4 separate regions of the Mus musculus genome follow, and all the other regions are linked to region 1. A link is a contact called in public HiChIP or PLAC-seq data. All regions are on one chromosome and are shown on one strand. Each heading gives the region's core, a stretch centred on a gene start, on an enhancer-like site or on the middle of the called end of the contact. The rest is flanking DNA. Distances are from core to core; before and after follow the strand shown.

Evidence for each region. HiChIP or PLAC-seq counts read pairs in DNA pulled down with a chosen protein or histone mark.
Region 2: a FOXA1 HiChIP or PLAC-seq map of pancreatic cancer cells shows a contact between it and region 1. The contact joins two enhancer-like sites. A contact is called at or near these places in 1 of 15 datasets of contacts at CTCF or cohesin (embryonic stem cells) and 3 of 115 datasets of contacts at active chromatin or transcription factors (bone marrow-derived macrophages, embryonic stem cells and pancreatic cancer cells).
Region 3: a FOXA1 HiChIP or PLAC-seq map of pancreatic cancer cells shows a contact between it and region 1. The contact joins two enhancer-like sites. A contact is called at or near these places in 3 of 115 datasets of contacts at active chromatin or transcription factors (bone marrow-derived macrophages, embryonic stem cells and pancreatic cancer cells).
Region 4: a contact with region 1 is called in an H3K27ac HiChIP or PLAC-seq map of embryonic stem cells, with 3 times the contacts expected there. The contact joins two enhancer-like sites. A contact is called at or near these places in 1 of 484 Hi-C or Micro-C datasets (the Ba/F3 cell line), 5 of 115 datasets of contacts at active chromatin or transcription factors (bone marrow-derived macrophages, embryonic stem cells and pancreatic cancer cells) and 2 of 9 other capture datasets (adipose tissue and liver).

The regions. Positions count from the first base shown.
Region 1 is chr19:43,892,038-43,897,319 of GRCm38.p6, forward strand. All of the region lies in intron 4 of Dnmbp (dynamin binding protein), which reads right to left. Among named protein-coding and RNA genes, the nearest start is that of Gm50217, 26 kb to the right of the region's middle. Within about 2 kb of position 2,229, at least 63 of the 459 cell types and tissues checked have an H3K27ac peak or open chromatin away from gene starts, as enhancers often do. A contact at or near this core is called in embryonic stem cells and pancreatic cancer cells, where this site is marked.
Region 2 is chr19:44,375,933-44,381,214 of GRCm38.p6, forward strand. No RefSeq gene overlaps it. Among named protein-coding and RNA genes, the nearest start is that of Scd1, 29 kb to the right of the region's middle. Within about 2 kb of position 2,234, at least 65 of the 459 cell types and tissues checked have an H3K27ac peak or open chromatin away from gene starts, as enhancers often do. A contact at or near this core is called in pancreatic cancer cells, where this site is marked.
Region 3 is chr19:44,265,122-44,270,403 of GRCm38.p6, forward strand. No RefSeq gene overlaps it. Among named protein-coding and RNA genes, the nearest start is that of Gm35183, 4.4 kb to the right of the region's middle. Within about 2 kb of position 2,025, at least 306 of the 459 cell types and tissues checked have an H3K27ac peak or open chromatin away from gene starts, as enhancers often do. A contact at or near this core is called in embryonic stem cells and pancreatic cancer cells, where this site is marked.
Region 4 is chr19:43,628,811-43,634,092 of GRCm38.p6, forward strand. The region is part of intron 1 of Gm34922 (a long non-coding RNA gene); the gene reads left to right. Among named protein-coding and RNA genes, the nearest start is that of Gm4311, 11 kb to the right of the region's middle. Within about 2 kb of position 2,246, at least 50 of the 459 cell types and tissues checked have an H3K27ac peak or open chromatin away from gene starts, as enhancers often do. A contact at or near this core is called in embryonic stem cells and pancreatic cancer cells, where this site is marked.

The sequences.
Region 1 (5,282 bases), core at 979-3,478:
ACCCTGGGTGCCTTCCTTTGCTGGCTTGTGATACATACACACCAGGCAAGCACGCAGTTACTAATCTGGATCTCCAGTCTTCCCTTTGATTTTGTTGTTGTTGCTTGAGACAGACATCTGTATAGCTCTGACAGTCTTGGAACTCGATGAGTAGACCAGGCTGGCCTCAAACTCCCGGAGTCCTCTCTCTACCTCCTGAGGTTAAAGGTGTGCAGCATCACGCTGCCTCCTCTCGTTTTGAGAAAGGGGCTCACTAAGGTGCATAGGCTGGTGTTGAACTCACTCTGTGGCCCATACAGTCTTTGAATTTATAAGCCTCCTTCCTCACCCTATTGAGTAAGTTCAGTTTTCAGGCCTGTGACACCATGCTTGGGTTTTGCCCATTATGGGATTCTCTTTAGTTCATCAAAACTTCTGGTCTCCCCCTGAGATTCAGCCCATACGTTTCCTTCTCATGAATCTTTCCATCAGCAGCAGTGACAGTCCCAGCCATTCTGACTTCAGTGTGTGTGTGTGCCTATGTGCATGTGCATATGTGTGTGTGCCTCGGTATATGTGTGTATGCACATGTATATGTTGTGTGCCTGTGTACATGTGCATATATGTGTGTGCCTGGGTGCATGTGTGTATGTACATGTATAAGTTGTATACCTGTGTGCATGTGTATATGTTGTGTGCCTGTGTGCACATGTATATGTTGTATGCCTGTGTGCATGTGCATATGTGTGTATGCCTGTGTGCATGTGTATATATGTGTGTGCCTGGGTACATGTGTGTATGTGTGCAATTGAGTGAACATGAACATGCATGTACAAGCTATGGTGCTAGAAGTCAAAAAAGAAGTCGAGTTTGACTTTCACTATCCTTCAATGTAAGCAAGCAGTTATTATTATTTTTACCACACATAAAGCAATAATCCAGTTGGATATGGTGAGGAATGGCTCTAATTCCAGCACTTGGCAGGCAGATTGGAGTTCAAAGTCATCCTGGCTAAACAGCAAGTTCAAAGCCAGTGTGAGCTCCATGAGACTCTGGGTGCTGGAATAACTTGGCTATGATCGCATACACTGCTACATGAAGCCAGGTCTGCTTGACATCATGCACCGGATAAAACCAGTCACACCTAACATGGACATTTTACCACATTACCATTCTCCCATGGTGCAGTTCAGCAACGAATGCTCTCCTGCCTACACTGCCACACCCTCATCTCCAGTCTTGACTTACATGACCTCCCCACACAAGGCAGCTGCTCCCCCTGACCCCCCAGTACACCGCCATCCAGATCCCCACAGGAGCACACAGGACTGCTGTGCTAACCGAGTCAGCAATCTCTAAAGTTGAGACAGCGATTTGCTCACCAAACCGGTAACACTATTTACCAGGACAACTTTATGCAAAACAACGGCAACATCTATAGAGAACTCACCAGACAACGAAGCTGTTTTTATTTTTATTTTTGAGGCAGGGTCTCGCTATGTAGACCAGGCTAGTCTGAAATCTTTCCGCCTCTGTCTCTTGAGTCCTGGGATTAAAGGAATTTGCCACTACATCTGGCTATTTGCCTGCCTGCCAGCCTGCCTCTCCTCTCCTCTCCTCTCCTCTCCTCTCCTCTCCTCTCCTCTCCTCTCCTCTCCTCTCCTCTCCTCTCCTCTCTTCTCTTCTCTTCTCTTCTCTTCTCTTCTCTTTTCTCTCTCTCTCTCTCTCTCTCTCTCTCTCTCTCTCTCTCTGATTTACTTTATTTTTAAGATCCTGTATACCCGTGTGTCTCTGTTGAGCATGTGTCCTTGAGTGTAGACACCCATGCTCTCCAGCCATCATGTAGCTGCTAAAAACAGACCTTGGATCCCCTTCCAGAGCAACCCGTGTTAACTGCTAAGACATCTCCACGGCCCCAGCGGTTACTTTCTTATGTGTGAAATGAGGACATTGATGGTCTCTCTGCTTCTAAGTCTAAAATCCAATGATCTTGCTTATTTCTAATCCAACTAAAAACAAAGGTTAATTTCCTTTTCAGAAAGACACACACCTTTTATCCCAGCACTGGGGAGTTTGTGGCAGCCTGGTCTACACAGCAAGTTTTAGGCCAGCCAGGGATACATAGGGAGACTCAGAGTTAAGAACAAAGCAAAACAATAAAAAGATTAATCACTCTAGTTGGGCACTGTGCTATCCCGCTGTACTAACTGCAGCAGGTGATGCTGGGAGGAGGGTGGATCCTGAAACTTGAGACCTGCTAGAGCTACGTGTGAGATACTATTTAAAAATGGGGAGAGGCGGGGGCTAGCTCAGCAGGGAAAGGCGGCTGCCAACCAATCTGTTAACTGAATTCAACCCGGCAAGGCTGAAGTCGAGAACTGACTCGGGAAAGTTGTCCCCTGACCTCCACCCACATGCCAGGGCACACATACATGAACATAATTTTTAAATTTCAGAAGAGGGGGTGGGAGGCTGGTAAGCTAGCTTAGGTGCTTGCTGCCAAGCCCGATAACCTGGGCTCAGTCTCCCAAACCCACAAAGGTAGAAAGAGAAAACAACGTCGGCAATTTGTCCTTGACCTCTGGCCTCTACACACACACACACACACACACACACACACACACAGAGAGAGAGAGAGAGAGAGAGAGAGGAGAGAGAGAGAGAGAGAGAGAGAGAGAGAGAGAGAGAGAGAGAGAGAGAGAGAGAGAGACAGCACCAGCAGTGTGGTTCCGACTTATTCAACACAGCTGCCTGTAGTAGGTTGGGCTGGACAGGGCACCCTCAGGGAGTCCATAATCTCTGAAGTACCTGGGTCTTACTGAAATTTCCCACCCTTTGCCTGACCCTGAACATGAGGAAATAAAGTGTGTGCAAAGTCACCCTACAAACTGCGAAGAACTGTGACTCACCGATCAATCATAATCAAATAAACAATCCTAAGTTCCATGAACCCATCAGCCCTGGAAGGAAGAACTCGCTACTCTTCTGAACGGACAGACTGTTCATAGGCTCAGACTATGTTTGCTGCTTTGTACCAGGATAAAACCCGGTTGACTTAGCCGAGGTCATTTGTTCTGAGCCAACACCCTGGGGCAGATGCCACGTGGGTGAAGGGTACTTACTCTCTTCCTGTGCACCGACGAGAAAAAGGGAAAGATTATTACTGTCTTAAATTCTTTTACTCCTTGGTGGGGATGATACCAGGATTGAATGAAGGGCCTTGAAGCACCTAAGGAAACATTCTTCCCCTGGGGGACACCCTGGCTCTACACAAACGTTCATCATCTTAAACCAAAAAAAAGGGGGGGGGGCTGGAGAGATGGCTCAGTGGTTAAAAGCACCGATTGCTCTTCCGAAGGTCCTGAGTTCAAATCCCAGCAACCACATGATGGCTCGCAACCATCCGTAATGAGATCTGACGCCCTCTTCTGGTGTATCTAAAAGACAGCTACAGTGTACTTAGATATAATAATAAATAAATCTTTTTTTTTTAAAAGCAAAAATATTTTTTAAAAAGTACAAATTAGTTTGACTTATTTATTTATTTATTCATTATTTATTTATTTATTTATTTATTTATTTATTTTTGAGACAGAGTCTCACTCTGTAGCCCTAGCTGGCCTGGAATTCAGAGATCTCACTGGTTCTGCCCCCCAAGTATTGAGATTATCCGTGTGTGTCAGCAAAACTGGCCCAGGTTTGGATATTTATTCTATTCTACTACTTGGAGAAAGAAATATTATACCAGAGACATTTCAAGCAGTTTTTAGAATGATATTTTTTTTATATAGACAAAACCTGCCTTATATATTTTGACTATCTCTAGAATAGTATAGATTGCTTTGCCGTCTCTTATCAGCAATCTTCTGATTGTTAATCTATTGGCTTTCTTCAGTGTGTCTTAGGTCCCACCCAATGTTTTTTTTTGAAAATAGGACTTTCCTTAAAAACATACTCTGATCTCATTTACAAGTCTTCATTAAAAATCACTCTGAGGCCGGGTGCGGCAGCACACATGCCTGCTGTGGTAGCTCTCAGGGAGGCTAAAGCAGGACAGTCAAAAGTTCAGGGCCAGGGGCTGGGGAGATAGTTCAGTGGGTTAGAGGGCTTGCTGTACAAACAGAAGAACCTAGGGTTGAGTCCCCAACACCCACATCAAACAAACAAATGAGCCTGGCATAGTCACGTGGGCCTGGAACCCCAGGACTGCAGGGTTGTGAATATGTGTGATCGGGAGTTGGGGGCCAGTAGGCTGAAGCAGGAAGCTTGCTGGCACTTGCTAGTCAGCTGACCTAGCCAAACAACAGTGAGCTCTAGGCTCAGTGAGAAACCGACTCAAACAGAGAAAGCAGAAAGTGACACAGCCACCCAACATCCTCCGATCTTGACATACATGTGCCTGGGCACACATGAGTATACATATGCCACACATGCACACATGTTCCAAGCCAACCAGGATTATTCAGTGAGACCCTGTCTCAATTAAACAGTCTCGTGCCTCTTGCCGGCCTCCTTCCTGACATTGCGTTAGCGACAAGAATGACAGAAGCTGGAAGCAAGGTTTGTACCGAGTGGGAGGCTGACTCACTCTGTCACAAGGGCAAACAGCGGAGTTACTGTACTGAGAGCAACACTGTAGGCTGTAGGCATGATTCAAAGACTGCAGGACAGAAAGTGTGATTAACCAGAGGCCAACGTGAGTAGGATCACTAGAGTTTCCGACGTGCACGTGTGAGCAATCCCATGAATGTGCCTTTCTGACGAACCGGTGTGAGCCCATGCTTGGCTCACACTGAATGCCAGCGTTTGACGGCTGAGGAATGTGTGCACCTGGAGACTATGTGTCAAATTCAGGTATGTGAGCCTCACCTAGAGATCAGAAAGAACTATGCCGGGGGGGCGGGGGAGGGGGAGCTAGAACGGTCCCCTCCCAGGGCTCTAGCACACAGCAGCTCTGACTGGAACTTTTAAATGTAGCAAGTTCTAAGAAATCCAATTTCATCTGGGTGGTGATGGTGGCGCACACCTTTCATTCGAGCACTCACAGGCAGAGGCAGGAGGATCTCTGTGAGTTCAAGGCCAACCTAGTCTATGTAGTGAGTTCCAAGATAACATTCTGTCTCAAAAAAACTAAAAAGAGAAAACAGAAATCCAAATGTCTGAGGACTGACCTATACTGTGTCTGCTGCCTGGAGAGTCAAAAGACTGCAACGCACAGTGCTTAAATGAAGCCCCTGACTTGTTGATCCTCAAACCACGTGACTGGAACTCCAAGAAGCAAACAGCACTTCTAAAATGTTCAT
Region 2 (5,282 bases), core at 984-3,483, 480 kb after region 1:
GTTGGCAGAGGGTTAATTTAGCTTTCAGACCTACACATAGCATGCAGTCATGTTAGGGCCAAAAGTCATGACTGGAGAAGCCTGACCTGGCTAGAGTATCCCATGCCCCATCCCAGTTTCAAGATGGGCATGTGGTTACTCAGCTCTGTGAAGACTGACCACCACAGCCTCTTGTATGTGCTTTCCTACTTAACTCAGCTTTCTCAACAGAAATCCAAGAAGTGGGTACAGTTTGTTGGTACTTTGTATTTTCAAGTTGGCTAAAGTTTTCATTTTTTAAAAAGATGAATATGAAACCACTCTTCTCTTTCTCCTTTCCCTCCCTCCTTCTCCCCCGTCCCCCCTTTCCATGTCTTACAACTTAGCCCAGGCTAAGTAGTACAAAAAAGGGTGTACAAAAAAGATCCTTCTGGCTCTTATCTCCCCAGTGTTGGGACTCTTGATTCCTTTTGTCAGGATTTCATAGACATTTATTGAGTGAGGGGGGGAGGGGTGGATATGAGGGTGGGGCTTCCTTTGTCTTGGTAAGTAAGGAACTCTCAGGGAAAGAGTCTGACTAACCTAGGCGGTCAGAGGTCCATCTTCTTGCTAAGAGGGTCCAACCTGCAGCCCTTCTGCAAGCCCAGGATATGCTTCACACCTATTTCACACGGAGAACCCCAGGGGCCTGCTGCTTCCTGGCACAAAGGAAGAGGCCATTTGAATAAGCTAAATGCAGAAGGGAAAGAACAAACGTCACAAAGATACATTGTATCCACAGGCAGCTGTGTGAAAGCAGTCATCTGTGAAGAAAAAAAACCCAGCAGATCCCAGGGGACATTTTTTTTTCTCGCCACACCCAAGCCCTCACCATACTCTTGTAACCTCTTTGATCATAGAGAAGCAACACAGGAGTTTGGGCTGCCCTAGAGACCTACTTCAGACACAAAGGAAATTTTGGGACCAGATCTCATGGGTAGCAAGACTGAGAGGCAGTCATAAGACAAAGGTTCCTTCCAGCTAAGAGTCTAGAATTTCTCTCTCTCTCTTTCTCTCTTTTTCATTTTTATTTCCTTATTTTGGGTGTGTTTAGGGAGGGAGGCACATCGCAGAAGAAACTCAGGGCATCAGGGTTTGAGGCAGGAACCTTTTACCTTCTCTTGGGCCCAAATACTAGTACTTTAAGAAAAAAAAAGATTTATTTGTTTATTTTCTATATATGTGTACAGTGTAGCTGTCTTCAGCCACATCAGAAGAGGGCATCAGATCCCATCACAGATGGTTATGAGCCACCATGTGGTTGCTGGGAATTGAACTCAGAATCTCTGGAAGAACAGTCGGTGCTCTTAACCACTGAGCTATCTCTACAGCCCGAATTTCAGCACTTTAAAAATAGTATTTCAAGCCGGGCAGTGGTGGCACTTGCCTTTAATCCCAGCACTTGGAAGGCAGAGGAAGGTGGATCTTTGGGGCCAGCCTGGTCTACAGAGTGAGTTCCAGAACAGTCAGGGCTACATAGAATAATCCTGTCTGGAAAAAGCAAAAAAAAAAAAAAAAAATTTAATTTTAGAAGCAATTATAAAATTCTTACATAATTTTCTCTTTCTGCTTCCTCTCTCCGAACCCTCCCCTACGGCTTTCATTGCTCCCCTCAAATCCATGGCCTTTCCTCCCCAAGAATTGTTACTATGTATATGTATGTGTAATTGCACATAAATTCCTAAATTGAGCCTGCACAGTCTGTATGTTACTCATATATATGTTTTCAGGGCTGGCCATTTGGTGTTGGATAATCAATCAGAGTCTTTCTTGTGGAAATAGCAATGCTCAGAGAACACAAGATGACCAACTGTCCATCCACGTTAAATTCTGACACAGGGCTAGGGAGGTGACTCAAAAGCACCTGCCACCAAGCCTGACAACTGCTCCTACCCCATGCTCGCATGGTAGAAGAATGTCTGAAGTTGTCTTCGGAGATGCTTTTAAAAAAAGAAAAAAGAAAGACCTTTGACCCAGCTGGCATTGGCTGGGGTCACAGTGGAAACATTATCTTAACCTGGGCTTATGTTGGGTGTGGTCACAATGCCTATAAGATGTGTCAGTGAGCTTCACAGACAGAGAGAGGATTGACCAACACTCTAAGCGATTCATGTGATACCAGGCTGATGAGAAAGAGACACTCTAGACACCTGAGGCTAAGATCTTGAAGGGACACTTCAGTGGTTACACAGAGCAAGGGAAGGTGACAGGGCCAGGGGTGACAGGGCCAGCAGGAGAGCAGAGTGGAGTGAGAACAAAGAGCTCTGACAGAAGCCCAGGTCTCACAGGAACTGAGCAAGGGCTGGGGCGAGGCTCCCTCAGCAGCTCCAGCTGCAGTTCTGCCCCACCCCCACCCCACCCCCACCCTGTCCCCAGGGAGTCTCAGAGCCTGCACCAGCTGCAGGGGCCCTCACCCTTGGCATTCCACAGTGTCCTGAGCAGCTTCACTTTCTCCCTCTCAGTCAGGGGCTGAGGGAAGTGTCTGCCTCACCTTCAACTCTGCTCCTCATCCTGAGAGAGAAAAGGCAGCTCCTGCAGGGTCCCTCTGGCTCTCCTGGAAACTAAGTGCACAGTTGTAAAGGAGCCGCCCTGTGAACTCTGGAGAGAGAAACACTATAGCAGCTAAGCACAGGGATCCATGAGAATCTCTGCTTCCTGCTCCACAGGATGGCCCTATGCTGGATGCAAGTGAAACTTCCCCAGGGAGGAGGTCAGAGCATCCTTGCAGGGATGCAAATGCTGGCCTGGCTCCTCCTCAGGGAAGGAGCATCACCCTGAGGGGCTCTGTGTGCCCACCTGGCAGCAGGTGTGGATTCCAAGCTCAGCCTGCACACCTGTGTCCAGGGGATGACAGAGACTCTGGTGCACCTTTTTGTCTGTCCCATGCTAACCTTGAACATTGGAGGTAAGGGGGCATTATACGGGACATGCAAAAGCCAATCCAGAGAGGTTTCCATGGCGGATCTTGTCCTTACAGATGACGACATCAGGTGGTGTCACAAGCCTGCTCTGTGTAGACCTGGAGTTAAGAGTGTATCCCACAAAACCCTGGGGCAGAACCCACGGCTCTGCTCCTTACATGGGTTGGAAAAAATAATGCTCTTAACTGCTGAACTGTCTCTCTAGCACTCTCTCGGGAGGGAGAGAGAGAGAGAGAGAGAGAGAGAGAGAGGCAAAAGCAGAAGGGAATAAAAGATCATCACTGGATGAATCACAGAAAATTCCCTAGCTATGAAGAACAAGCATTTCCCCTTCTCAATGACTTTTTAATTAATTTATATATGGTGTATGTGTGTATGGGTGTGTGTGGGGGGGTATGTGTGTGTGTGTGTTTGCATACACATGTGCATGCAGGCAAATGTGAACAATGCATGGGTAGAGGTCAAAGAATAACTGGGTAATTTTCAGGTCTTGGTTCTTGTTAGCTTACAGACAATTCATTAGGCTACTCCAAGGAACCTAGTAACAGCTACCCAAAATTATAGAGCTGCCAAGTGTATAAGAGGGACTGCTTGGCTACCCCAGCTTACTTGTTTTCTTGCTCTCTCTCTCTTGCTCTCTCTCTCTCTCTCTCTCTCTGCCCCTACGTGTCCCTGGCCGGCCTCTCATGCTCTCTTCCTTTCTTCCTCTCTTTCTTTCTGTCCTTCTCCCCTCTATTCTCTGCCTCTATCCCTTTCCAGGTCACTTCCCTTCCCTTATACTAGGCCTGTCGCATGGCCTGATTCCTCAGGGGACACCTTGGCATAGGCCAGCTAAAGTCCTCCCTCCCACCACATTATAAAACGTAGCAAACACTCTTGATAATGGAATTTGTTCCAAACCAAGGCACAGCATCACACACTTTGGGAGAACTGGAATCCTACGGAAGTCTTTTTAAAACACTCTGTTTCTAAGAGGCTAATAAGAGGATGCACACTTCTTAATAAAGGAGCATGCAAGAAAAGAAGGGAACACAGTGACCCAGGGAAGAAATCCAACATACAGAGGAGAGGATGAACTGAGGGTACCTGGCTAAGTCTGAGCAGAAGAGAAGGCTGCAGGAAAGAACACTTGAGGTCACCGGGACTAACAGAATTCCTGATGTGACCAGATGTACTAGGAAGAGCTGCTGACAACTGATGCAGAGGTTGAATTGCTAAATATATAGAGAGGACCCAAAAGAAAAAGAAAAAAGAAAGAAAACAAACAACAATATCACAACAAGAACAACAAAAGCACACTGTTACTATAACCAAAGGAAATACAAAGTTACGTAAGAAAGAAATCATGGAGCGATTGCATGACTCCAGCGTGAGCAATATTTACATAGGTTTGTATAAACTCTGACTGTGGACACAGCCAAAGTTACAACAGATCTGCATGGAGAGGGTGAAGAAAATATTGTCTACAGGTGCCCATCATCATGCTAACGTAACAAAGAAAAGATGATCAATCAGACTGAAGAGAGGCTCACTGGCTGCTCTTCCAGAGGACTCAGGGTAAGCTCCCAGCAGCCTTTTGATGTTACACAACCACCTTTAACTCCAGTTCCAGGGGAACTAACACGCTCTTCTGGCCTCTATAGGCACTGCATGTACATGACACATATACATGTAGGCAAAATACCCACCCACATAAAAAGTAAGGAGGAAGAGGAGGAGGGGGGAGAGGAGGAGGGGGAGGAGAAGAAGGAGGAGGAGGAGAGATGGTCAATGTGGTGGAGTATTTGTGTAACACATACAAAGCTCTGGGTTCTGCAAGAAAGGAAGAAAAGAGAAAACCTCAGTTTTGATGGTTAGATGTGAATAAAATTATATATATAACACCTAAAATCACTAACTAGCCATATAGGCACATCACTTAGAAATACAGAGAAAACAGGTCATGGTGGCCATGGCTATAATCCTGGTGCCTGGGAACTAGAGGCAGAAGGACCAAGAGCTCATGTATCCTGAGCTGCATAAGTCCCTGCCTGAAAATCAAAGCAAACACACAAACACAGGGAGGAGGCCAGGGAGATAGCTCAGGCAGCAATTGCAACTAATTTACAAACAGGAGAACCTGAGTTCAAACCCCAAGTACCCTTGTCAAAGCCAGGTGTGGCTACATCGTGAGCTGTGGAAGGAGGAGCTTTACCAGGGATAAGAGGCACAGAGAATATAAGCACTGCTCACTTTTTATACGGAATATTATCCTTTACCTGTGAGATTTTAGAATACTTTCCTTTCTCGCTAGCTGCTCGACTGCCTCTTTGTAAAGTTGGCCTAGGATTTAAATTACTGAAG
Region 3 (5,282 bases), core at 775-3,274, 370 kb after region 1:
ATGCCTCTTGGTGCCTATGGTCAGTAGTCAGTGAAGCGAGGCATAGATCTCTCAGGACTTCGCGTCTCTGTGACAAACTATGGGAAATGGCATGGGGTCCAATTCTACAACCTAGAGGTGACCCACAGTTTCTGTGGCAGTAACCAAGTGCTGAATCTTCAACACTGACCTTGGGGCAAATGCCATGGACTCCAGGATCAGAAATGAGACTCTGTTCTGGGATTGTTACAGGCAGTTGCCCCCACCCTTTCCACAGGGATTCTCAGGGCTTCTTCACGTTACTGGAGCTCATAAAGAGTATTGTGTGGTGTGCTGACTCACGCTGGCTGTGGGCCGAGGAGAAGCCTTGTCAGAAAGGACCAACAGGCCCTTTCCCCCTGTATTTCTCAAACAACAATGAATAGCCCAGGCCAGGCTGTAACAAACACCAGCCCCTGGAGAACAGGAGGGAACAGGATGGCGGCTGTAAAAGGTCACGTGTTTCCATGCTTCACTAAAGTGGAAAGTCACCATATAAAATAGAAAACCCAAAGTGAGCAATGAGAAGCCTTTCTTACGTTCACGACATAATGTAACCACTGTTACATTATAAAACATTTTCTTCTTTCTTCTTCTTCTTCTTCTTCCTCTTCCTCTTCCTCTTCCTCTTCCTCTTCTTCTTCTTCTTCTTCTTCTTCTTCTTCTTCTTTTGGTTTTTGGTTTTGGTTTTTGGTTTTTTTGGTTTTTGGTTTTTCAGGACAGAGTTTCTTTGTTGTAGCCTTCCTTGGCTGTCTTAGAACTAGCTCTGTCAATCAGACTGGCCACCAAGGCCCTCTACAACAGTTCATCACCCAAAACTCTTAAAACCATTTGCCAGTGACACCTAATCTTATCAGCCACAAGCCAACTTTTCCCCACCCTTAGCAAAAACAAAAAACAAAAAAAAACCAACGGTGCTGGCCTAGGAGGTACCCGCTTGCCTTGTACTTCAAGGATAGGGAGTTAAACAATTGATAACCCACATGTGCTACCACCCCCCACTCCCAGCAAGGTTTGCCAGGCAATCACCCAGTGTGTAGCATAAATCAGTGGTGTCAGGTTCAAAAGAAAACTCAAGACAGTTGGCCACCTGTGGTGCCTATTAGCATATCAAAGCGTCTGCTGATCTCGGGGCTCAGTGCCTGAGATTCCTCTCCGCTCTCTCCTGGCCCCTACCCTAAACTTCCCCAACTCTTGGGCTCCCCCGACCCCGACCCCAAGCTTCTCGTTCCTATATAACCCTGCTATTTTAGCCATTGTCCTCGTTGCCCTCTTGGGTCTTGGTCACCTTGGGTCCCTCTTTCTCTTGCTCTCCACTTTTCTCCCTCCTCGATGGCCTGGTTCTCTGCTGGCCATATTTAGTCTGCTCTGGACCCTTCCAGATGCCTCTGGCTGTATTCTCCCTCTAGAGTAAAGACTTTCTCCTCAACAATACCTTGGTGTCCCCATTTCATTCAAGTAATACTCCACTCCTTGGTATTGCCTACTAAGCACTTAAAGTGTCTACCTCAGCCAGTTCATCGACGGATCAACAACTGAGCTGGCTCCACCTTTTGGCAAGTGTAAAAAGCGCTGCAAATATTTGCGCACCAATATTTGGGTATCTGCTTTGGTTCGATTTGTGTACATATCCAGGATTAATTTGTTTGTATGTAATAAACTATTTAACTTTCTGTGGGGTCACCTCAGGCATACCTGTAACCCCAGCAAAACTACCGTCCTTCCGGTCCTTCAGCACTTAGTGCTGAGCGAATGCCCCATTAAAGCCCTCAGAGCATCCCGGGGAGGAGGGCAGCGACTGCGCGATAGGCCGCATCGCTGCCCTACCGCAGGCGGTGCTCACACTCCTACCCTGGCCCTCAGCCAGCCCACACCCAGGTCAACACTGGGAGCCGCCCGAGTCGCGGCCCATCACTCAGAGCCCCCAGGGTCACACCCGTCCACTCGGCCCACAGCGCCTGACTCCGCACAGCCAATCAGCAGCCGCGCTGCGACTCTGCCCGAGTCCGCGCCCATCAGGAGGCGCCGCCTCTGGTTCGGGAGGTGCCCCTGCATCTTGCGGTCGCCCTCCTGTTTGGAGCTGAGGGAGTTTCTAAGGGATGCTGTAACTACCCTCCACCCCCGCCCCCCAGTCCTCCCTCTCCGCCAGGGAGGAACGCAGAGACCTTGGGTGTGGGCTCTGGTCCTCCGCTGCGTTGGAGGTCGCGGGAGCAGACTAAACAGGGCAGGGCAAGGCGGTCACGTAGGAGGCAGAGTGCCACCTCAGCAAAGCATACGGAAGACTGGGTCGTGAAAGCATGAGAGAAAGCAAGCCAGCCAAGTGTTCCAGAGCGTTCCAGGCTGATGTCACCGGGGATGAAAGATTCGAATGCTTGCAGCTCAACTTAGCTACAGCTAGCCCCTGGCGCGCGCGCGCGCGCGCGCGTGTGTGTGTGTGTGTGTGTGTGTGTGTGAGAGAGAGAGAGAGAGAGAGAGAGAGAGAGAGAGAGAGAGAGAGAGAGAGAGAGAGAGACTCAGTCTTCCAAGCGCTGGGACTGCAGAAGGGCTTCTACTTAAGTCATGCTGTTACGTGGGTGCCATCTCCCCAGGCCCACTTACCTGGGTTTATAAAGCGAGCTAGTAACACTCAAATACAAGATGACGGTGTGGCTTTCCCTTTGCCTTAACATATACGCCATACCCTTGGTATACGCCACAACCTTGAAAATTAGTTCTTAATTTAGAATCCTCACACCAGTCAGACTTCTAGGACCAAAAGTAGTGGGCACAACCCCCACCCCCATCCTCATCCCCAAACTTTAGCCCTTTCCAGAAGGAAGTTTCCCTGAAGCTCATTAGCAATCCCCTTTCAGTAAACGTGCATCTTCACTGAATGTGGAGTTGAACACCACATACCAGGCTGTCTCTCTCTCTCCGTGTGGGTGTTCTCGCTTTACCACACTCCAGCTCCGGCACCAAGAAGTCCCCTGAAGAGGCCTGTCACCAGCATACACTGTGGGACCCAATTTAAGGCACCTCTGTCCACCAACATAAAGATATGTGTGTGTGTGTGTATACATATATATGTATGTATATATGTGTATATGTGTATATATACATACATACATACACACACACACACACACACCTTGCTTATTTCTTACTCAGTTTCATTTGGATTGTTCTTATGGAGAGATTTTTCTCAGCCAAGGCTCCCTCCTCTCCGATGATTCTAGCTTGTGTCAAGGTGACATAAAACTAGTGACACACAGGAGGGAAAGAGTGATATTGATTTACTTGTGTGTGTGTTTTTAAAGATTTATTTATTATTATACATAAGTACACTTTAGCTGTGTTCAGATGCACCAGAAGAGGGTGTCAGATCTCATTATGGGTGGTTGTGAGCCACCATGTGGTTGTTGGGATTTGAACTCAGGACCTTCGGAAGAGCAGTGGGTACTCTTAACCACTGAGCCATCTCTCCAGCCCCTGTGTGTGTGTTTTAATACTAAGTGTAGAATTTAGGTTTTCACACAGGCTAAACAGGCACTGTGTCACTGAACTATATCTCCAAGCTTTTTGTTTGTTTATTAATTATAAGACAGGGTCTAAGTTGTCCAGGCTAGTCTTGACTTTGCAATCTTTCTACTTCAGTCTGACTGCTTATTTTCCAGCCCCACCACACATGTGTTGGTGTAACTACAAATGAGTTTTTTTTTTTTAATTACATTTCCTTGGGGCTGGAGAAGGTAGCTCAGTGGTTAAGGTCTTGGCATTGTATCTTGTAGTAATGTCAGAAGCTACAGCCGTAAACTCTTACCAAGGTGACAGCCCAAACAAGAGCTGAGCAACAACAATAGGCATGCTAATGTGGACAGAGGGAAAGTCCATGAGGCCTCAACCCTACACACACACACTCACACACATACATACACATACACACACACACACACATACATACACACACACACTCACACACACATACATACACACACACACACACATACATACACACACACTCACACACACACTCACACACACACATACATACACACTCACACACACACATACATACACACACACTCACACTCACACACATACATACACACACACTCACACACACACACACACACACACACACACACACACACACACACACACGAGGCAAGAAAGAAATGCTGAGAGCAGTGAAAATCCTCCCCCCCAGGGAGGAGCAGACCAATTGGTTTTAATACCAGCCAGCCCTGAAAATACACAAGTAACATGATTTAGAGTGAGCAGATTGTATTTATGTACATAGAGAAAAATGATCTTTTTATATTATAATCTCAAAAAAATAATTTTTAAAAGGAAGTGATTTAATTTGTCCCTGAAAACAAGGCTTTCCATCACTTGCATTTAATTTTTTGTATATCATCTGGTATCAGTATTTCAGAAGCAAAGAGAGTAAGAAGTTAAATATGTTTTTTTCCATCCCCCTTCTATATCCATAAGTAAAATGCAGGAAAAAATTCGTTTTCATTGTGCTTCTGCTCAGTGTAATTAGGTTGACATTGCAGTCTTATGACCTTAGGGGCTTAGCATCTAAGGGGTAAATCCATGCTAATTTTTAAACTTGTACTTCTGTTGTAAGCAACGCTGACAATTATGAAGACATTTCTGCTCACAGTTATGAGTTGACTGTGTGAAATGTAGAGAGATGTGTTTATGTCTTTCCACGTGTCCGAATTTATTGGACAGAGATGCACGCTAAGTCTTTTTTTTTTTTTTAATTTATTTATTTATTATATGTAAGTACACTGTAGTTTTCTTCAGACACACCAGAAGAGGGCATCAGATCTTGTTACAGATGGTTGTGAGCCACCATGTGGTTGCTGGGATTTGAACTCTGAACCTTCGGAAGAACAGTCGGGTGCTCTTACCCACTGAGCCATCTCACCAGCCCCGCTAAGTCATTTTTGTTGCCTGTAACTCACCAGAAAAATCCTCATTTCACTTGATAGTCTGGCCACTGACAATCACAGATTTTTTTTTCTATTGTCATCTTAATTACTAACATTAAGTCTCAGATCCCACATTGCACTACACAGTAAGATATAAGTTACAGAATAACAGCGAAGCAGTTAGAGAGGGTAGGGTGTTCAAAGCAACTGTGATAAAGATGGAGTCAAGGTCTGATAGAATCTCGAGAAAATGTCCCTACAGGGTACCAGGAAATGCAGAGCTGTTCAGGATTCATCTAAGTGAATTCAAGTGGACCACTTTAAGCGGGGAAGATGTTGCTG
Region 4 (5,282 bases), core at 996-3,495, 260 kb before region 1:
ATTGTATTGAGGGCAAGCTAAGGGGACACCTTCTTATTGTTCTGCTATTAGACTCCTTTGGAAGACAGGAACTACACTGAAGTTCCCATCTGAGATGCTTTGTGCCCAGTAGGCTCTCAGGAATCCCAGCTGGGGACCATGCATGTGGGCCGTCAGATGCCCACCATGTCAGTTACAGAGGCTCTCACGTGTGTCCACACCCTGGGACACCTTTGGAATGTTGGTTCTCTGAATAACCCCCGTCATTCACACCCTACAGCCGCACTCAATCTGTCCCAGTCCCCGTGGCCCCTCACCCTTTGCTTGCTTTCAGATCTGGCAGAAACAAAGCCCCAAATACATGACCAACTGGCATACGATGAGTGATTAGCCCCCTGTCTGGAAAAGGCTGGGGTGAGGGCCTTTCTGTGCTAAGTGCAGTAACCCTAGCCCTCACCCAGTAGTAATTCTAGATGGTGGTAGCCGGGGCTGGGCATAGATGGGCAGTGTGAACAGCCAGCCTGAGGAGGGAGGTGCTCAGCCCACGTGGGAGGACCATCATCTCCTCCCAGGCAGTTGGAAGCATCAAATTAAGGCTAAGTGGAGGTAAATTAGATGTGCTGGGACAGCTGCCATGAGGATAAGTGGGTCTGGATACTAAGGGAAGGTTCTCCACAGGGGAGGGGAGGCAGGCCTTGCGGCCCTGTGGTCTCCCTGCTGTTCCTCACCTGAAGCAAGATAGCAAATTGTCTTGGGCAGAAGTTCCCCAGCTTGGCTGTGGGTGAGTAAATTGGACCCACCTGAACCTCACGCTCCTTGTGAATACAGTGAGATCTTAGTACCTACCTCGCAGGACCTTCAGTGAGCCAAGGGGTGACGGGATGACTGGCTCCCAGGAGGCTTTCTGTAATGTCCGTGGACTCTACGGGCTCCACACCTACCAAAAGCACATTCCTACCTCAGAAGTCCAAGGTGCTGGAGAAATTCGGTCAGCTACCGGATGTTTGTGGTTTTTACACTGTGACTAGTGAGTATGTGCACAGGCGAGGTCAGAACCTTAATGCAGGGCTGTTGGTAACTCAGAGGCCACCAGCTAACATCCAGTGACATAGCCATTGCTACTGGGAGGCTTCAGGCCATGATGTCTTCCGTTAGCATTGAAATAAGCATGGTAAGGTATTAGGTTGTTTTTCATTGGGGGGGAAATGTGACTCACTTATAAGTCAGTGAGAAACAGGTCCTCTCATGAAAATCCGTGGTGTGTTCACCGACCATGGTGGTTTGCATTTAGGCCCCTGTCTTGTGTGTCGGAAAGAAGGCTCCCCTGGGTCCTACCCTTTTTACCTTTTCAGAGGGTGATCACCACTCAGAGGTTCCACCGTGCTGAGGAAATGGAGGGAGCAAGGTTTCTTTAACATTGATGGCAAAGTAGTTTCTAATTTTAACGTTTAACTGGTTAAATATATTTAATTATATATAATTATTTATATTTAATTGTTATAGGTAACATTAAATTGCTTATATATTGTGGGAAATGTTGCATTTTAGGCTTGGAGGAATATATATAATCTTAGGTTTGTTAATTTGTTTATTTTGAAAGGAGAAACGTATTTTGATTCATAGTCTCAAACGCTCCCTCCGTAACTAGCTGTTTCCCTTGCTCTTTAGCCTATAGCAAGGGCAATATTATGGCAAAGGAACGCTTCTCCCTTCAGAGCAGTCAGGGATCAGAGAAAGAGGCAACCTTGAGTTAAGCAGCACTCTCTGAGGCGCAGGCAGCGTTTTCTAACAAGGCAAAGGAGGAAGGGCTGCGTGGATAGACAGACCCTCACCACCCTGCAGGATCAAAGGCTCCCAGAGAGAAACAGTGTAGACACAGAAAGGACAGACACTGCCTACACCCGAGCATCTCCAGTGCGGCCTCCAGACACCAATCAAGAGAGGGGTTAATGTAGGCTCCAGCAGACGCCAAATACTAACTACATGTGGCTTAGTGTTCCATACCTGCCCCACCTGACAGTGTTGGGCAGAACATGCTGAGGTATGGAAGCACTAAAAAAAGTTGATGTTCCCCCTGTGTTCCAGGAAGTACCACCAGCATGCAAATTTCCACAGAAAATCGAGAGAGAGAGAGAGAGAGAGAGAGAGAGAGAGAGAGAGAGAGAGAGAGAGAGAGAGAGCACTTCGAAGTCCTCTCCATTCCCACTCAAGATGAGTTAAAGCTGAGTCACTGCCCTTGGGTGGCGTCAGTGTTACAGAAAGTGACCACCAGGGGGCACACATTCACCACTAGAAAGCCTTGGGCACTGTTTCCCGTCCAGAAAACAAGCCAAGATGGAAGCCTCCTGCTGGCTGGGGAGGAACACAGGCTCTTCAGAAAGAAACACAAGGTTCTCCTTTGTATGCTTTACATCTAAAAGTTATTGTTGTTTCAAATATTGACGAAGGCTGCTGTGGGGAAGCAGGATTTGCCCATTTCTTTGATCTAACCCAGAGTGGCTGCCCATATCCCAAGCTGTATTCTCTGATTGCCTGTCTCAGTGTCCCAGATTCTCACTTGGTAAGCCTAAGGCCATTTAAGTCAACGGTTTCAGACTATACTCCTAAAATGTAGAGGAAGAAAGAACGAGAGAAAAAAAGACAGACAGACAGACTAAAGCTGCTTTCTGTGAGGAACTAATGCATGTTTTACCTTCTCAACCTCTGACTGACTGATGATGTTGGCCAAATCCCTGGCTGGCGTTTCAGATTTCCAGGGCTCCCTGCTCTTCACTTCCGGCTGCTGACATGGCTACAGTCCTGGTGTGGGCAGCAATCATGGTGAGGATCCTGTTAAAGCTGAAGATGGGGCTATCTCACACCAGTCAAGGGGTGTGTGTGGCAGATTAGGGAGGGTGAAAGCTGAGGCAGAGTGATTGCTGCAAGTTCAAGGCCAGTTTTGTCTAAATAAGTGAGACCAGGGGCTGGAGAGATCACATAGCAGTTAAGAGCACTGCTAACCAAGCAGGAGCATCTGAGTTCTAATCCCCAGGACCACAAATGAGTAGAGTCTGATCACATACAACATACATACATATATATATACACATATACACACATATATACATATACACACATATACACGCATATATACACATATTTCTTATACACAGACATGCACATATACATACACACATACACTATACACACATATACACACACACATATATATACATACATTCACATATACACACATACACATATACACACATATATACATATACACACATATTCACTTACACACAGACATGCACATATACACTATACACACCTACACACATACACACATATATATATATATACACATACATACACATATACACATAGATATACACATATACATACACTGATACACATGAATACATACACATTCATACACATACACACCACAAACACATACACAGACATACATATACATACATACCACATATACACACGCCACATACATATACACACATACATACACATTACAGACACCACATACACACACACACACACACACATACTAATTAATTAATTGGTTAAAAACAAACGTACCTCTTTAGTAAGTTAAACAAACAAATAATGAGGTCCTGTCTCAAAAGGAAGGTATGCAGAGACTGGGGTGCTCACGCTTAATACATTGTTGGTGGGACTGTAAAAAGATACAGCTACTAAGTTAACCAGTATGACGGATCCTTAAAAAGCTGAACTTAGAAATACCACGTGGCCCTGAAAATGTAGGTGTGCCATATTGCCAAAAGAGTCGAAAGCGGAGACTCAAGCAAATGTGTACACATATAACGTCATTACAACATCATTCAAAACAAGCAGGAGCAGGCCGATGCCCATCAAAGCATTAACAAGCCAAGCAAAGGGCAGTTATGTGCCCACGGTGGCAAATTACCCAGCCCTAAGGAGTAGAAACCCAAAACACATACTACAATGTACAGGAGCACCGAGAACACTTTGCTAAGTGATATAAAGCAGGCTGGGAGTGGCAAATCAGTTCCACTTTCCTGAGATACCTGGAATGGACATCGTCATTGCCAACGGCTGCAGACAGAGGACCCTGGGAAAGCACTGTTGCAAAGCCACAGTCTCAGTAACGTGACAGTGATGGCTGGTGACACAACATCAATGTGCCTAAAACCACTGAATTGTGCACTCGGAAATAATTTACGTGGTAACACTTTATATTACGTATGTTTTGCAAAAATGAGAAACAGAGTACTCCTGGGTCCTACAACACTGGCTCCACGGGTTCAGGAGAAAGCACAGGAATTCTCAATTTTTAGCCCTGTTATTTTTATTTTATCTCATGTGTATGGGTGTCTTGCCTGCATGTATGTCATAAAGAACAATTATATGATGGGCCAGGACGGGTTGGTACCCATGGGTAGAAGGGGAGGGGACAATGGGGAAGGAGTGGGAGGGTGGGACTGGGAGGAGAAGGGAGAGCTTCCATCAGGATACAAAGTGAAGAAAGGGAAGGAGGGAGAGAGAGAGAGAGAGAGAGAGAGAGAGAGAGAGAGGGAGAGGGAGGGAGGGAGGGAGGGAGGGAGAGGCAGGCATAATATACGGGTGTCCCTTCCCATTCAGAACAGCAGCAGCAATAAAACAAAAAGGTAGAGGGGCTGGAGTGTTGGCTTGATATGCAAACATGAAACTCACACCCACATGAAAACTGGGCGTGGCCAAGCATGCTTGTAACCCTAGCCCTGGGGATGGAGACTTTTATCCTCTGCCTCCTAGGGTTATAGGTAGGTGTGAGCCATCATGCCCAGATTTTAAACCAGGGCTGGGAATTGAACCCAAGGCTTCCTGTATGATACTTAAGCAGTCTACCAACTGAGCCACATTGCTGGCTCTAATCACTCAGATTATAATATAAGGATATCGAGTGGGTAGTATTTTCATGGTTTTTGTTGTTGTTTTTCGAGGCAGGGTTTCTCTGTATAGCCCTGGCTGTCCTAGAACACTTGAACTCAGAAATCGGCCTGCTTCTGCCTCCCAAATGCTGGGATTAAAGGCATGTGCCACCACTGCCCAGTCAAGTGGGCAGTTTTAATTTTTTGTTTTTTGTTCTGTGTGTGTTGTGTGTCTTCTTTTGCTCTTCTTATTCTTTTTTTTTTTTTTTTAAAGATTTATTTATTTATTATATGTAAGTACACTGTAGCTGTCTTCAGACACTCCAGAAGAGGGTCTCAGGTCTCATTACAGATGGTTGTGAGCCACCATGTGGTTGCTGGGATTTGAACTCTGGACCTTCGTAAGAACAGTCG